Regions from separate parts of the Pan troglodytes genome. Here region 1 is linked to region 2. Evidence: chromatin contacts called from public Hi-C data. All regions are on one chromosome and are shown on one strand. The core of a region is the stretch at or near the end of the contact, and the rest is flanking DNA. Distances in the headings are between cores, read along the strand shown. Region 1 holds the start of CSF3 (colony stimulating factor 3). Region 2 holds the start of CDC6 (cell division cycle 6).

The links. A called contact is a pair of places that touch in the nucleus more often than the background predicts.
Region 1: a Hi-C map of stem cell-derived neural progenitor cells shows a contact between it and region 2, with 6 times the contacts expected there. The contact joins the promoter of CSF3 here to the promoter of CDC6 in region 2. A contact is called at or near these places in 1 of 7 Hi-C or Micro-C datasets (stem cell-derived neural progenitor cells) and 1 of 1 datasets of contacts at active chromatin or transcription factors (stem cell-derived excitatory neurons).

The regions. Positions count from the first base shown.
Region 1 is chr19:28,088,732-28,092,741 of NHGRI_mPanTro3-v2.0_pri, forward strand. It overlaps CSF3 (colony stimulating factor 3), which reads right to left and starts at 1,551. Exons shown (of 4, transcript XM_016931876.3): 1 at 1,429-1,551; 2 at 1,098-1,252; 3 at 312-458; 4 at 1-147. The coding sequence starts at 1,468.
Region 2 is chr19:27,816,750-27,821,183 of NHGRI_mPanTro3-v2.0_pri, forward strand. CDC6 (cell division cycle 6) reads right to left here and starts at 2,520. Exons shown (of 12, transcript XM_009432229.4): 1 at 2,080-2,520; 2 at 619-809. The coding sequence starts at 796.

The DNA.
Region 1 (4,010 bases), core at 301-2,800, 270 kb after region 2:
GCGTAGAACGCGGTACGACACCTCCAGGAAGCTCTGCAGATGGGAGGCAACCAGGACCCCTCCTGCCCGGCGCTGGAAAGCAGAGGCGAAGGCCGGCATGGCACCCTGGGTGGGCTGCAGGGCAGGGGCCATTCCCAGTTCTTCCATCTGTGGAGGAAAGCTGTGATCAGTGGTTGGGCCCTTCTGAGTGGGCATTATTACAAATGAGGAAATGCTGGGGGCTGACAGCATGGACAGGGCCCATACACAGGCCCGGCTGTGGTGCCCAGAATGCCAGCACGACCTTGGCCACCCTGCCCAACAAGGCTCACCTGCTGCCAGATGGTGGTGGCAAAGTCGGCGACATCCAGCTGCAGTGTGTCCAAGGTGGGACCCAACTCGGGGGAGATCCCTTCCAGGGCCTGCAGGAGCCCCTGGTAGAGGAAGAGGCCGCTATGGAGTTGGCTCAAGCAGCCTGCCTGTGAGACAGAGCAGAAGAGTTAGGGGGTGCTGCCTGAGATACGTCAGGCCCCCAGCTTGGAACCTGGAGACCTGGGGGAGCCCATGGGTGTCCCTCCTCTCCTTCCCCCTCCTCATTAGCCTTATCCTTTCCTGACACTCACCAGCTGCAGGGCCTGGCTGGGGCAGCTGCTCAGGGGAGCCCAGGGGATGCCCAGAGAGTGTCCGAGCAGCACCAGCTCCTCGGGGTGGCACAGCTTGTAGGTGGCACACTGGGGATGGAAGGATGCTGAGTGAGACTCGCCGTGGCCGGGTCGCCGCTCCTTCCCGGGTCCTCCCCGACTCTCTGGTCTTTCCCCTCCCTCCATGTCCTGCCAGGCTGTTCAGTTCCTCTCTGCCCTGCACCCCCACTCTCTGATCTCACAGGGGCCCTTGCCCTTTCTCCTGAATGTGATGCCTCTACTCCCATCCCAGCCAGCCCTCCTGAGCACTGTCCCCACCAAGGTCCTCCTCCCCAAATCCCTTCCCAGCCTTCCCCAGCTCCACTGCTCCTAATATTCTCCCATGTCCCTTCCAGAGGATGTCGGCCCTGCAGTTCCATCCCCCTTAGCTCTCCCCGCCGGGCTTCCCTCCACAGCCCTCTCACCCGCCTCACTCACCAGCTTCTCCTGGAGCGCCGCGCCATCGCCCTGGATCTTCCTCACTTGCTCTAAGCACTTGAGCAGGAAGCTCTGGGGCAGGGAGCTGGCAGGGCCCAGGGGGGTGGCTTCCTGCACTGTCCAGAGTGCACTGTGCCACAGCAGCAGCTGCAGGGCTGGGGACAGAGCGGGCTCAGGAGACATGCTGTTCCCTACCACCTGAGGCCCTCTCGGGGACACTGGGTGCCTTTAATCCCCATTCCCAGAACAGGGATCCCCAGCCCCTCTGTCACACCAGCCTCCCTCCCATGCCAGGGCAGGCGGCTCTCCCATCCTGGGCCAAGACACTCACCCATCAGCTTCATGGGGCTCTGGGCGGCAGGTCCAGCCATGGGTCTGGGTGGGGCTGGGCTGCAGGCTCCGGGCTGTTTTGGGGCCCAGCTCTAGGGGGGCCTTTATACATAACCCCATGGAGGCCTGGGAGGAAATTACCTGGGGCCACGACTAAGGCTTAGTAATAACTTCCCAGGATTTATGCAAATTTGGTGTCCAAGACAATGCAGGGGGGTTGGAACAAAAAGCTGTTTGCGAAAGTTTTGTGAAATTGTGGAATCTCTGATCCTCCTTTGACGTCGCCTTGCCCCCCTCAAACTCCCTTCCTCCCGCTGCCCCACCCAGGCCTGAATGGCCCCAGAGTGTTTGAATAGAACAGCTGAACAAAGGCTGAGCCGCTGATAGACGCCTGGAAGCGGCAGCAGCCTGTGGGGAAGTGGCAGCTGAGTCGGGGTCTCCCTCTCTGCTCTGGCAGACTTGCGGGGGCAGTGTCCTTTGCCCCTCTCCTTTGGGATTCTCAAGCCTGTCCCCCAAGCCCGCAAATTCTAAGAGAGAAAAAAAGAAGCTGGTTGCCCCCATTCCTACCCCCAAACTCTCCGGAGGCTGCCTGTCTGGGAGACCTCCTGAGCCCCTACCTGAGATAAGGACATTGGGTCTCGGCTGCTGTGCCCACCCCACACTTGGATAGGCACCATCGAAAGTTCCAGGCTGTCCTGTCCCAAGTTGATTAGCTGGGAACTCCCCCAGAAACCCCCCCGGCCCCCATGACTCATTCGGCTAAAGCCCCTAGAATCCCGGTAGAGCCCAGAGGAAACCGGATGTCTGTCCCGAATGAGGCAAGACCCTTCGAGGCGATTGGCTCACCTGACCTTCACCTCCTCGTGCACGACCCTGACAGTAGGGTCCCCAAGGGCTTTGGAACTGCGGGATTGGGACACGTGACTTCCTTGGTCATTCACCTTGAAGTGGACACGGGCTGGGGTGAGAGAGGGGAAACTGCCCCATCTTCTCATCTTAGAACCATGCAGCGTTAATGCTGGAAGGGACCTTGGAGTCGATTCCAACCCCGTGAACTGGGCCAGGGAAGGAAGTGCCTTGCCCAAGGTCATGGTAAGTGACAGAATTACAGCCTGGGCCTCTGGCTCAGACCTGAACGTTTTCTTTTTCTTTTCCAGATGGAGTCTTGCTCTGTTGCCCAGGCTGGAGTGCAGTGGCACGATCTCGGCTCACTGCAAACTCTGCCTCCTGGGTTCACGCCATTCTCCTGCCTCAGCCTCCCAAGTAGCTGGAACTACAGGTGCCCGCCACCATGCCCGGCCAATTTTTTGTATTTTTAGTAGAGACGGGGTTTCACCGTGTTAGCCAGGATGGTCACGATCTCCTGACCTCGTGATCCACCGGCCTCGGCCTCCCAAAGTGCCGGGATTACAGGCGTGAGCCACCGTGCCTGGCCTAGGCCTGAACGTTTTCTACAGGCCACAAGGCCTGCCTGGGGCAGTCTGACTGGCCACACCCAAGACTGTCACCTTCTGTCCTAATTTACCCCAGCATGCCAAGAAACAGACATCTCTGGATGAGAAGTGGACGTGGTGACTGCATGGGGCCATCTCTGGTGCTTGGGGGCCCCCTGGTGGTCACCAATGGCAGGGACGTCTGATCTCACACACTGATCTCACACACTGTTATCTGGTCCGCGGTCCTGCAGCTCCGCCTTAGCTCCGTGGCTCAGCACCTTGCACTGATGGGGCCCAGCTCTGTACCCAGCTCCCTGGGAGTAGAGGGTGGGTTTTTGTTGTTGTTTTTTTGAAATGGAGTTTCGCTCATTGCTCAGGCTGGAGTGCAATGGCACGATCTCGGCTCACTATAACCTCCGCCTCCCTGGTTCTAGTGATTTTCCTGCCTCAGCCTCCCAAGTAGGTGGGATTACAGGCATGCACCACCATGCTCATCTAATTTTGTATTTTTAATAGAGGTGGGATTTCACCATGTTGGTGGTCAGGCTGGTCTCGAACTCCTGACCTCAGGTGATCCACTCGCCTCGGCCTCCCAAAGTGCTGGGATTACAGGCATGAGCCACTGCACTTGGCCTTGAGGGTGGGTTTTTAACAGGACCATGGAAGGCAGGAGCTCCACATTCTTAAACATGTTGCCTGGCAACTATTGCATTGCACACCTCTTATACGTCAGGCACTTTTTTTTTTTTTTTTTTTTAAGACAGAGTTTGGCTCTTGTTGCCCAGGCTGGAGTGGGTGGAGTGCAATGGCACGATCTCGGCTCACTGCAACCGCCGCCTCCTGGGTTCAAGCGATTCTCCTGCCTCAGCCTCCTGAGTAGCTGGGATTACAGGCATGCTCCACCACTGCCCCCACAGCCGGCTAATTTTGTATTTTTAGAAGAGATGGGCTTTCTCCATGTTGGCCAGGCTGGTCTCAAACTCCTGACCTTAGGTGATCCGCCCGCCTCGGCTTCCCAAAGTGCTGGGATTACAGGCATGAGCCACTACGCCTAGCCATATCAGGCACCTCTTATTACACTTTTGTCAATTTTTTTGCGGGGGTGAAACAGGGTCTCAGTCTGTCCCCCAGCCTAGAGGGCCGTGGT
Region 2 (4,434 bases), core at 1,270-3,769:
TGAGGTAAGTTTCATAATACCATGTAACTACAAGGTAACTTAAAACATTGACAGAACTAAGTTCAGTATTAAGGAACTGAAGATCAGACCTATTAAGTAGTTCAGAGTGACCTCAGTAAGTGGCTTAACTCTGGAGTTCGGTAAGCACTTAGCAACCATTCTGAAAATAACTAAAATGAAGAGTAGTCTTAGGCCAGGAGCGGTAGCTCATGCCTATAATCCCAGCACTTTGGGAGGCCGAGGCAGTTGGATCACCTGAGGTCAGGAGTTCAGAGACCAGATTGGCCAATATGGCAAAACCCTGTCTCAACTAAAAATACAAAAAAAAAAAAAAAAAAAAAAATTAGCCAGGCTTGGTGGTGGGCGCCTGTAATCCCAGCTACTTGGGAGGCTGAGGCAGGAGAATCGCTTGAACCCAGGAGGCGGAGGTTGCAGTGAGCCAAGATCGCACCATTGCACTCCAGCCTGGGAGATGGAGCGAGACTCTGTCTCAAAAAAAAAAAAAAAAAAAAAGAAGTCTTAACTGAACTTAGAAAGCTCCTTCAAAGGACACACATCTTACCAAGAAAAGAAAGGTCACGAGCTGCTAGTGAAAAAGTGATATAATGGATGGTTTACCCAGACGTTTCCTGGGGCTGAGAGGCAGGGCTTTTACACGAGGAGAACAGGTTACGGTTTGGACATTTGTTGGTTCTAGTTTGGCATCACTGGAGTTTTTAGCTTTGTTCAATGCCCGAGACAGCTTCCTTTTTGGAAAACTGATTGTAGCCTGTGCCTGGGATCGGGTTTGAGGCATGACGACAGCACAGCTAGATTAAAAAAAATAAGAGGACAATTAGTCAATATGTGAAAGTGAAGAGAAAATAACTAACATGGAATTTATTTATACTGATGATTAACACTTATTTCCTAATTATGTTATCACACTTATTTTAGCATTCACTTTTGCTTCACATCCAAATCTATGCAAGAACAGCTGACATTTGTTGTCCACCTACTACGTGGAAGGCGCTGTTATAAACACTTTAGGTACCAACTCGTTTAACAACGATCTTAGAGGTAGGTACTATTATTAGCCTTTATTTTACACATGAGAAAACTGAGATAAACAGTGGCCCAAAGTCACAGAAAAACAGGAATAACCCCGGGCATCTGGTGCCAGAGCCCAAGTTCTTAACCAATTGAGCGATGCAATAACAAGTTACCTGAAATGGGCCGGGCGCGGTGGCCCATGCCTGTAATCCCAGCACTTTGGGAGGCTGAGGCGGGCGGATCACCTGAGGTCAGGAGTTCGAGACCAGCCTGACCAACATGGAGAAGCCCCGTCTCTACTAAAAGTACAAAAATTACGGCCAAACGCGGTGGCTCACGCCTGTAATCCCAACACTTTGGGAGGCCGAGACCATCCTGGCTAACACGGTGAAACCCCGTCTCTACTAAAAATGCAAAAAATTAGCGGGGCGTGGTGGTGGGCGCCTGTAGTCCCAGCTACTCGGGAGGCTGAGGCAGGAGAATGGCGTGAACCCGGGAGGCGGAGCTTGCAGTGAGCCGAGATCGCGCCACTGCACTCCAGCCTGGGAGACCGAGCGAGACTCCGTCTCAAAAAAAAAAAAAAAAAAAAAAAAATTAGCCGGACGTGGTGGCGGGCGCCTGTAGTCCCAGCTACATGAAGAGGCTGAGGCAGGAGAATGGCTTGAACCCGGCAGGCAGAGGTTGCAGTGAGCCGAGATCGCGCCACTGCACTACAGCCTGGGCGACAAGAGCGAGACTCCGTCTCAAAAAAAAAAAAAGTTACATGAATTGATTTATATAGAACTTCTAGTTTCCTCCCTCCAGGCACGCGGGGTGTCTTTATCACCAGTTCAGCCCAGCACCCGCCACATTTAGTCTCTTCTATCCCAAGCCCTCACACTGCAGCTCAGTCTTCCCTCAGGTCTTTCCGCCCCTGCACTCAGTCCTCATTCTAGGCAGCTCTCAACGCACCCCAGAATATTTCCTTCCTACAACTTTCACCTCCTTCACACCAGGCATAACTGCTAGAACTACCCCGAGGGCACCTGCCCTTTCCCTGATCCCGACCTCAGACCTCCAGCGAGCTCAGCTCTTTTCCCTTCACTTCACCTCAGGCCTCGCCGGAACCCGCAGCCTTCACCCAGCTCCGCTGCCTCACAGACCCCAGGCCTCCTCGAGCAATCCTCTTCTTTCCACCTCAGTGCAGGATCCTTCTCACGTCTCTCACACGCAGCCTCTCGGACTCACCACCACAAGCCCCTGAACAAACTGCACAGCGGCAGCAGCAAACTCCAGCCGCGCTCGCGCCAAATCCGAATGGCCACAGCGTTCCCACCTCCCGCCAAAGCCCGGCCTCGATTCTGATTGGCTGTAGTCACAGAGCCTTTCGCCTTGGGCACCGCCTCTTTTTTTGCTACCAATCCAGTGGAAGAGTTACAGCCAATGAGAGAGCCCCAAGTCTTAGAGTCGCTGTGAGGCCACGACCACTGAACGGGGTAGGGAATCTACATCCGGGGCCTCGGTGGAAAGACGCGCGATTGCGGCAGGGCGACTCTGGGTAAAGCGGGCCGGCCCGCCGCAAAGCACGCTGGGAGGCGTAGTCTTTGCTGCCGCGCAGTCGCACTCTTCCTTCGACTGGAAGTGTCAAGATGTGGTTCCCCTTCTCACTGCCTAAAGTACCCATTTGCATCATCCTGATGGGCTAGATTTTCAGAACTGCTACATGATACCTACCGTTTTGGGTTCTGTGCGCCAGGTATGATGCTAGGCACTTTCCTTACCTAATGCTCAACCTCGCAAAGTACAAAGCAAACCTGTATACAAGGTTAGAGGTCACAGCATCTTGGTGACAGTGAAGAGCCTAGGATCCAGATCTCCTGATGGCTGAACTAGTGATTTTTATGGTAAAGTTCTACACACCTACATAAAGAAAAACTATGCTTCATCATAGTATCTCTTGATTTGTGCTTCAAAGGTGAGAAACAGAGCCAACTCTTTGCTTTTATTTCGTTCAACGTAAGAATATTATGTTCTGTGCATCTTCTTACCATTAATCCACACATCATGGGGAGGGAATTATGACCCCTTAATTTTAAAATCTTTTATGGCGAAACACTAGGGTTTCAGGGCCAGGGAAGACAGCTATATAGAAGAGGCAAGCTGAGTTTTTAATGAAAAGTATAAATTAGCGCAGTAATTTGAAGGCCAGCTTCCAAAGCCAATAATTCATCTAAGCCTCAGGTTCCTTTAGAGGCCAGAACCCAATTCTAGGTGATGGTAAACATTTATCTTTTACCCCTCAGTAACAAGCAAAATAGAGCCATAAAGCCTAGAAAGAGGGAAGCAACAATATTACGATCATCAGTGAATTGGTACCTAGTTCATGAAGAGAGCCAATATTGAGTGCTTAAGTGTATGCCAGGGGCTGTGCTCAGTATTTTACCTACATCACCTTATTAATCTTCACAAGCACCCCCATGAACCTGGTGTTATTTCACTTTACAAATGAGGGAACTACAGTAGAGGGGAGTTGAGTAAACTTGCCCAAGGTCACACAACTAGTAAGTGGAAGAGCTAGAATTTGAACTCTGAACTCTGACAGAAAATCAAACTCTTGACCACTTTATCATAGGGGGATGATTAGACAGATTCAGGTTCTAAACAGGAAGAGATGGTGGAGTACATTTCGTGAAGGCTTTTTAGCAGCTGAAAACTACAAAAGTGAAGAGAATGGGCTGCCATGAATGGAGAAAGTTACCACACAATGGAAGCTTTTTTTTTTTTTTTTTTTTTTGAGACAAGTCTCATTTTATCACCCAGGCTTGAGTGCAGTGCCATGATCTCGGCTCACTGCAATCTCCACCACCTGGGTTCAAGCCATTCTCCTGCCTCAGCCTCCTGAGTAGCCGGGACTACAGGCACGCGTCACCACGCCTGGCTAATATTTGAATTTTTAGTAGAGGGGGTTTCACCATGTTGGCCAGGTTGGTCTCAAACTCCTGACTTCATGATCCACCCACCTCAGCCTCCCACAGTGCTGGGATTACAGGCATGAACCACCGCCCCTGGCCACAATGGAAGCTTTTAAAAGGACTAGATGGTATTTCTGATGTCTTAGTAGGATAGTAGAACTCAGGAAGCAACCTTCACTGTTCGTATTTTTATAACATGGGCACCTAAGAATTGCCCTTAATAACCTGAAATGGTAATGTGTGCCCAGCCAGCTGTAAGGGGTGGTTATGGTAAACAACCTAGGAAGCTATGAGTACTTAGCATGCATATTGGAACCTATGAAAACACCAGGAAATGGCTGGGTGCGGTGGCTCACGCCTGTAATCCCAGCACTTTGGGAGGCTGAGGTGGGTGGATCACGAGGTCAGGAAATCGAGACCATCCTGGCTAACACGGTGAAACCCCGTCTCT